Linked DNA regions of Mus musculus: region 2 is linked to region 1. Evidence: chromatin contacts called from public Hi-C data. All regions are on one chromosome and are shown on one strand. The core of a region is the stretch at or near the end of the contact, and the rest is flanking DNA. Distances in the headings are between cores, read along the strand shown.

Region 1 (4,056 bases), core at 835-3,334:
GAGGATGGAGTAGGGAGGAAAAGAGAAAGTGGCTGGGCAGTGGGTACCAGACTATAGTTAGAAGAAGTAAACATTTCTCTTTGCCATGGTATAGTACAGATAATAACAATAAAACAGCAATAATAGTAACATTATGCTGTGTATTTCCAAATGCTAGAAAAATATTTTGAATGCTTATTCCATAATAAAATGATAAATGAGATCATTGAGATAGCTCATTGAGTAAAGATGCCACCAAGCCTGACAACCTGACTTGGATACCCACATGCCTAGTGGCATACACACATGCATACAAACACATGCACATAACACACAAAATAAATGGAAAATTAAAAAGAAATAATACATGATTTTAGAGATAGAAGTATTTCCCAGATTGACACATTATACTGTGTTTATGTGTATTTATGCACTGTGTGACACACCCTTAAATCTGTGCTTCTTAATATATTAGTCTTTTAGAAGTTTTCTGAAAGTAACTGGGTAGCCCTCTTCTACTAGCCATTTGGTCCTTGGGATAGCGAGATGGTGATAGAAAGAGGTATGGCTTCCAAATTGCTTCATGAAAAGCAGCCATCTACTCACTAGCTACACCCTGTCTGGGCTATTATGTAAAAAAAGAGGCTATTTTAAGTTAAATATTAAGGTTTGCTTGTTATAGCATCTACAGTCATTCTAACTAAACACTCCACTCTTCCCTTTCTTCATTGGATTTGAAGACTGAAACTCACATGGTCAATTAATTATAACAAGGGAATGTTGCTGGAAATGTATTGATGGCTATCAGATTCTTAGACAGTTTTCAGAGTCTATGATCTTTCCAGAAGGCCCAACTGCTGGCATGCCAAGAGCTCAAGTGCTCAAAATCCAGAAAGAACATTCAGGGCAAAATACCCTGAGAAGAACAAAGCATTCAAATAGCAGCTGTACTGCCCAGGTTCCTGTCTCTCTTGGTCATCTCTGTCTTTCTAGAACTATATTTTCAGTGGTCATAGAAATCTCTAAACATTCTCAAAGCTTTCTTATTGCATTGAGTATTAAAGAAAAATGGATCCTTTTTTCAGTTTGCGGTGTATGTGTTCATGTGTGTGTATGACATGTGCTCCTGTGTTTGGGGAGGCCCCAGGTTACTATCGGGTGGTTTCTCAATTTCTTTCTGTCTTACTTATTACGATAGAGTCTCTCATTGAATCTAGAGTTCATTGGTTTGATTAAACTGGCTGGCCAGCAAGCCTTTAAGAGTTCCACCTCCCAGCCCTTAGTTGCTTACACAGTAAAGCAAGCGTTTTACTAATGGAGCCACTACCCAACCCCCTCATTCCTGTAAAATGGCTGAAAAGGCCAACCCCACCTCATTTGTGTTGTCTGTTCAGTCATTATCAGCGCCACCCACAACCAGCCATAGCTGGGCTGCTTCAGAGAAGCTAAAGAACTTATCAGAAATAACTGCTTGATTTGACATTAAGGGCAGAGTTGCAGAGAGGGACACTTCAGAAAACACTTCCCCACTTCAAATTAGTCATCTTCTAGCACTAATGAGAGTCTGAGGATATCACAAAATAATGAACTTCTTGGGCAATTCTAAATCAGGTGGAGGGGGGTCAGTATTCAGCACCAATCAGAAAGATTCTAAAATGTGAACTTGATAAAGAACATTTTTCTTCTTCTAAATAGAGTCTCACCATGTAGCCCTGGCTGTCCTAGAATTCTCTCTTTAGACCAGACTGGCCTCAAGCTCAGAGCTCTGAGTGCCTCTGCCTCCCAAGTGCTGGGATTACAGGTGTGTACCACGTGTCTGGCTCTTGTTCAAGAGCTTTAATATGTTGCTTAAAGAAGACAACCTCCTAGAGAAAACCTAGTCACATTCTGTATATGAAGCCTGTTGGTTTAGATGGTAGTACACTCAGCCTTGGGAGGCATGGGTGGAAAAGATAGCGCTTTTCACCTTACGAATACAATGTAATATTGCTTTCAGGCCCAGATGCTTTCCTGAAGGTTTCAGGACCAGCTGGCTCTCCACTGATCATCGCCTCCACATTTCCCAGAAGTCTGAAAGGGTAAACAGGGCTGCTCATTGGAAGGACTCTAGTGTTTAACAGAGTCTCAGGATGTATTCATTTACTGAATGGAGTCAAATGAGTGAATGAGTCATACCAGTAAAACAGAATGGGGGGAAAAAAAAGCAAGCAAGAAAGAAAGAAATCCTAACTCCAAGGCAACGCACTTGAATGCTTAGGTGCATAGGTAATTATGGAAACCTCAGTATGTGCCAGCAATGTGTAAGCCAGGGATAATGTTAAGAACAATCTTGTACTTAAAGGGCAATGATTATCTGCATTTCGTAACAAAGCAGGGTAGAAAGGGGGACAAAGAAGTGGTCTATCTCTCTTTTGAGCACGTTTCTAGAGTCAGCATGGCAGACAAAACCCTCTCAGAGCTGGACCTTGTTTCTACTTTGGACATGAGAGCCAGTGAGCTAATGAAAGGCAGTGTGGCTGTAGCCCGGCTTCCCTCACACCTCTCTGGCCTAGGTGCAGTGCGTGGCTCAGAACAGTCCATGGTAATACCTTGTAAAACCACAGGTGGAAGGCAAGGCGCCTGGCCCAGAGGAAACCCAGTAGTACTTTCTGAAAGGTAACCACTGACTCTCTAAATGTCAGAGGAGGCCCACTTGCACGTTAATTAAGAAGAGCCATCAATGGTTCTGGAAACTAGCCATCAAAGCCACCTGTGACTCTATTCTTGAGTAGAGAAGGTAACCAGCGACCAAGGCGACCTTTATCAGATGACTCACCACGCAAGTGCCGGGGATGTTGTCAACTTCAGTTTGTAAAACAGAAACCGAATGAACAAACCCGCTGCCGCCTTGCAGTCCTATCTGGCTACAAGTCTTGGGAGGGATACAGTGCAGACCAGCCCGGCATTAACTGAGAAGAGATGCAATTTGAACAGCCCTCCTGGTTCATATCATAGAGAGTTGATATGTGGCGATACATTGGAGGAACAGCGTCCTAACAATGGACTCCAATGGCCACGGGGATAATTCTTGTATCATTAAAATTTGTTTGGGTGTGTAGACAAACATTTGTAATCCAGACACTTGGGGAAAAGGATTGAGAGTTCGAGGTCAGCACTACCCTGTCTGCGGGGTAAAAATAATCAACTCAAGTCCCTGCCATGGATACACCAATTTGAGCCAGGACATACAAGGCATACAGTAGTCACAAACTGGGAAGCTGGGTCAACAGTAAGTCCAATGACATCTCCCCTGCTTCCACGTGTGCTTAGAACATTAGCTTAGTGGAACTACAGTCTCTTTTTGAATTCCTGTCAATCTATCCAGCAGTCAAAAGAAATCCTTGCTGCCCAGCCTTGGAAATAGTGATGATTTTTCTAAAATCATGTCTTATTATACTAGGGTTCTTGCCAGAGTCTACTTTGACTGTCAAAACCTTGTAAGTTAGAAAGACTGAGTTGGAGCATGCTCACCAGGATAACACACACATATTTGAATTCAAAGAGAAATGGCATGCCGTCTTCAACATGATAAAGATCGCCCCTCTGCCTTTGGTCACTTCAAGGTCTGATGACAGAAACCATAGTACTGGATGGTAGTTTGCCCAATAACCTTTAGATCTGCATGCTTCCCATCCACATAAGCGTACGTTTAGATCGGCCCTGCCACTGGATTTACCAAATGTTTGGAGATTTTGTAGTGTGCTTCCCAAGGCCTCATGCTGTACAGCTGTTTTCTCAAAAATAAGTTTTGAAAAATCACAGAGCTCCAGGGAGAGGTCCATTTAATAGCAACTGAGTTCTTAATGACTTTAAAATAAAATGAGCTTCCCTGTTTCTCACTATTTCTCCTACAGAGGCAACTCATCTGAGGGGTTGTGGGGGACTAAAGAGGGAGCTATAAGTATATCCTCTTTTCTGACATCTGTGTCTGACACATGACATATAGAGACAACTCTTTATGAAGTTAATATAATAAAGGATAGAGATACTTTGCTATGTAAAGGTAAAATAACAACTAATCTCCAAATCTTTGAATAT
Region 2 (4,056 bases), core at 575-3,074, 180 kb after region 1:
TCCACAATGAGGTAGAGACCAGCCTGGATTATATAATATTCCCTCAAAATAAAAACAAACAAACAAAGCACCAGAAAAAAACATTTCTGCCATCCATCCTGAAGCTCACCTTCTATGGAGAAGAAAACATTTTCGTAAGCAAAAGAGACCTTCCGTATATTAGAAGGTAGCAACTGCTGTGGAGAAAATAAAGCAGAGATGAGGATTTACTGGGCTGAATCATGCCCACCCCACCCCATTGGTATATTGAAGTCCTCACCCTCAGTACCTGGGAATGTGACCTTATTTGGAAATAGAGTCACTGCAAGAATAATTATTTGAGCTGAGGTCATAGTGGTATAAGGTGGGCCCTACTCTGAAGTGATTGGTGTCCTCATAAAACAGTGAAACTGCTCAGTCACAGAGAAGGCCTAGGTGAAGACCAGTGAGAAACAGTAAGAATGTCATTGAATGCTGGTGCTGAAGAGAAAGCAAGCATTATTGTTCTTGTAAAGAGCCTAGTTCAACATCCAGAACCCAAGTCTGGATGCTCTCACAACTATAACTCCCTCCTCTGCCTCCATTGCCACTATACTCATCTTATACAAACATACCCACACACAGATACTCATAATTAGTGCTAAAATACTTTGTAAAGAATGCTGTTTGAACATAAGGGTGGAGACCAGGGTAGTGCATCAATCAATCATGGCATGCCAAAGACATCAGGAGCTAAGAAAAAAAGGATGGAAGTCCATGGACTTAGAAAGATGGGGCTGGGCCAACCCCTTCACCCTGGACTTCTAGCCTTCAAAACTGTAACATCTTGGGAGCTGGAGAGATGGCTCACGGGTTAAGATCACTGACTGCTCGTGCAGAGATCCTGAGTTCTATTCCCAGCAACCACATGGTTGAGATCTGATGCCCTTTTCTGGTGTGTCTGAAGACAACTTCAGTGTGCGTATATATTATAAATAAATCTTTAAAAAACAAAACGAAGCCGGGCGGTGGTGGTGCACGCCTTTAATCCCAGCACTAGGGAGGCAGAGGCAGGCGGATTTCTGAGTTCGAGGCCAGCCTGGTCTACAGAGTGAGTTCCAGGACAGCCAGGGCTACACAGAGAAACCCTGTCTCAAAAGAACCAAAAAACCAAAAAAAAAAAAAAAACCAAAAAAAAAACAAAAAAAAAAAAAACAAAACGAAAGCCGGGCGTGGTGGCACACGCCTTTAATCCTAACACTTGGGAGGCAGAGGCAGGTGGATTTCTGAGTTCGAGGCCAGCCTGATCTACAGAGTGAGTTTCAGGACAGCCAGGGCTACACAGAGAAACCCTGTCTCAAAAAATCAAAACAAACAAACAAACAAACAAACAAACAAAAAACCCGATAACATCTTTACATTGTTTAAGCCTCCCAGAGTGTGGTCAGAGACAGGAGATGCTAGCAATATTGTTTAAGATGCAGGCCATTGAGTAATTGTAAGTGAGCTATGGTGGGTGGCCTCTAAAAGGATAACTCAGCTGCTGGATGAATGGGATGCCAGAAGTTAAAAAAAAAAATGGTGGTGGTGACACAGTCATTTTTGCATGGTTCAGAGGATGTGGGTGGAGGCAGTAAGGAGGGATGAAGTTTTAAAGAGTATGTATCTATAACTACACATCTGTTCAGGAGGTTCTAATATCAAATGTCTTCCCAAACACATTGATGGCTGCAATTATCACAAATTATTCGCAAAGGCATCCTTTTGGTTAACAAAGAAGGGGAAGGATATGTGGCACACCCCTTTAATCTCAGTGCTCAAATGGTGAAGGCCGAAGGGTCCTGAGTTCAAGGCTGGCCTATCTCACAACAAGAACAAAGGTACCTGTGCAATTCAGGCTATAAGCCGACTGGGCAACCTTCCCCCAGAGTGTTCTTGCTGCCTTCGGGTTCCTCGGAAACAGATGCAGGGTCACCTGTAGGAGGTTTATTAGGCAGAACCTTGGGAATCAAGGAAAACAGGCTGTAGCTGATGTCACCGGGAACTCTGCAATTAAGATGGCTATTCAGAGAAGCTCAGCTGAGGCTGGCAGGCTGAGCCTTGTCACTCTTAGATGTGGGCTACTCTGGGAGAGATCAATTACCCTGGAAGAAGGAGCTCAGAGATGGAGGCAGCAAGCATTTGTAGCAGCCGGGGGAGTAATGGATGCTGTGGTCAGAAAGACTAATTAGATCAGTGAATCTTGACATCAACTAAAATCCCTGGCTCCAGAAAGGCAGACAGCCAATATATCCATTTGGGCTTTACTTTTTTTTTTTTTTTTAAGTCCAGGGTAGTATTGATAGCCTTGACTGACCTGGAACTCACTATGTAAAGTAGGGTGGCTTCTAACTTTTAGTGGTCTTCTTGCCTCTGTGCTCACAACTGCTCTGATTACAGTGCTAGCTTCTATTCAGGCTTATTTCCTATCACTGGAGAAAAAGAAAAAGGAAAAAGAAAAAGGAAAAAGAAAAACAAAAAGAAAAAGAAAAAGAAAAAGAAAAAAGGATATGCTTTCATGAAAACACATATATTTGTTCTCTCGGTGTGGGCTTTTCTCATAATATTCTTTACTTGTACCAGCCTGTAGCTTGTGTTTGCAGTAGTGAATGTGTACATATCCGCACCTTCCTGGCAATAAATATAGTTTGGAAAGCATATTAGAACACTAGCTCTATCTCATTCTTGCCTCTCCACGGTGCCTTCCTCATCCCATTTAAATAAACATAGTCAAGGGATCCTGGGCTTTAGGCTAAACACTAGAAAATGGACCAGAAGTGGCTTGGAGTCACTGAGTGGTTTTATGAAACCTGAGGCTCCAGGATGTTGGTGTCACTCAACTGTATCATCATTCTCTCTAGTCATCATCCTTAATTTTTTTAATCTTTAATAAATATTTATTTATTTTACTATTTTGAGTTTATGAGTGTTTTGCCTGAATGCTTGTATGTGCACTATATGTGTGTCTGGTACTCACAAAGTTTAGAAGAAGATCCTAGATCCCTAAAATTGGAGCTACACATAGTTGTATCTGTTAGATGAATGCTGAGAATCCAATTGGGTCCTTTCGAAGAGCAACAATTGCTTCAAATCCCTGAGACCATGCTCCAGCCATTGTTATTAAGTTTTTGAAACACAATCTCATTGTATTTCCAGTGCTGGCTTAGAACTCACAGGCCTCTTTCAGTCTTTCTTTCTTTTTTTTTTTTTTTTCTCCCTGAGAAAGGGTTTCTCTGCGTAGCCCTGGCTGTCCTGGAACTCACTCTATAGACCAGGCTGGCCTCAGAAATCTGCCTGCCTCTGCCTCCTAAGTGCTAGGATTAAAGGCGTGCGTCACCACGCCCGGTGACACAAATTTTAATATTTCTAGTTATGTGCTTATTGTGTGCATGTTGAGAGGAACCTTCATGGGAAATTTCTTACCTCCCACACTGTGGGTCCTGGGGATTGAATTCTGGTTGTCATCAGCCTTGGTGGAGGGATTGGCTGAGTCCATTGGTCGCTTTCAGTTCAACCCAAAGCAAAAGCAGGCTTACCTTTTTTTTGATTTTTTTTTTTTTAACTTAAAAATCCTTTCACAAGTCAGTGGTGGGACACAACTTTAATGCCAGCACTCGATGCAGGCACATCTCTGAGCTCCAGGCCAGCCTGGTCTATATAGCTAATTCCAGGAGAGCCAGGGCTACACAGAGAAACCCTGTCTCAGAAAACAACAAACAAAAGATAAAAAAGGAAAACAAAAAGTATTTGTATGTATTTTAATCATATTTGCCCCTCCTGCAAATGCCCCCAGCACCTCCCCATCTCCCTATTCACCCAACTTCATGTTCTCTTTCTCTCTCAAAACAAGCAAACAAAAAATCAAAACAACAAACCAGTAAGACAGAAAATACTAAAATAAAACAAAGTGAAACAAAAACCCATGGAGTTCATTTTGTGTTGGCCAACAACTCCTGGGCTTGGGGCCTATCCTAGAGCGTGGTTGATAGATCCAGTGACACTCTAGTGGAGAAAACTACATTCCTTTCTCGGTGGGCATCAACTGCAAATAGCTTCTCA

The links. Hi-C and Micro-C count contacts between places; a contact is called where the count stands out from the background.
Region 2: a Hi-C map of the N1E-115 cell line shows a contact between it and region 1, with 4 times the contacts expected there. A contact is called at or near these places in 2 of 484 Hi-C or Micro-C datasets (the N1E-115 cell line and nephron progenitors) and 2 of 130 datasets of targeted methods (embryonic stem cells and extraembryonic endoderm stem cells).

The regions. Positions count from the first base shown.
Region 1 is chr15:62,188,504-62,192,559 of GRCm38.p6, reverse strand. The region is part of intron 2 of Pvt1 (Pvt1 oncogene); the gene reads right to left. Among named protein-coding and RNA genes, the nearest start is that of Pvt1, 150 kb to the right of the region's middle.
Region 2 is chr15:62,012,994-62,017,049 of GRCm38.p6, reverse strand. No RefSeq gene overlaps it. Among named protein-coding and RNA genes, the nearest start is that of Pvt1, 23 kb to the left of the region's middle.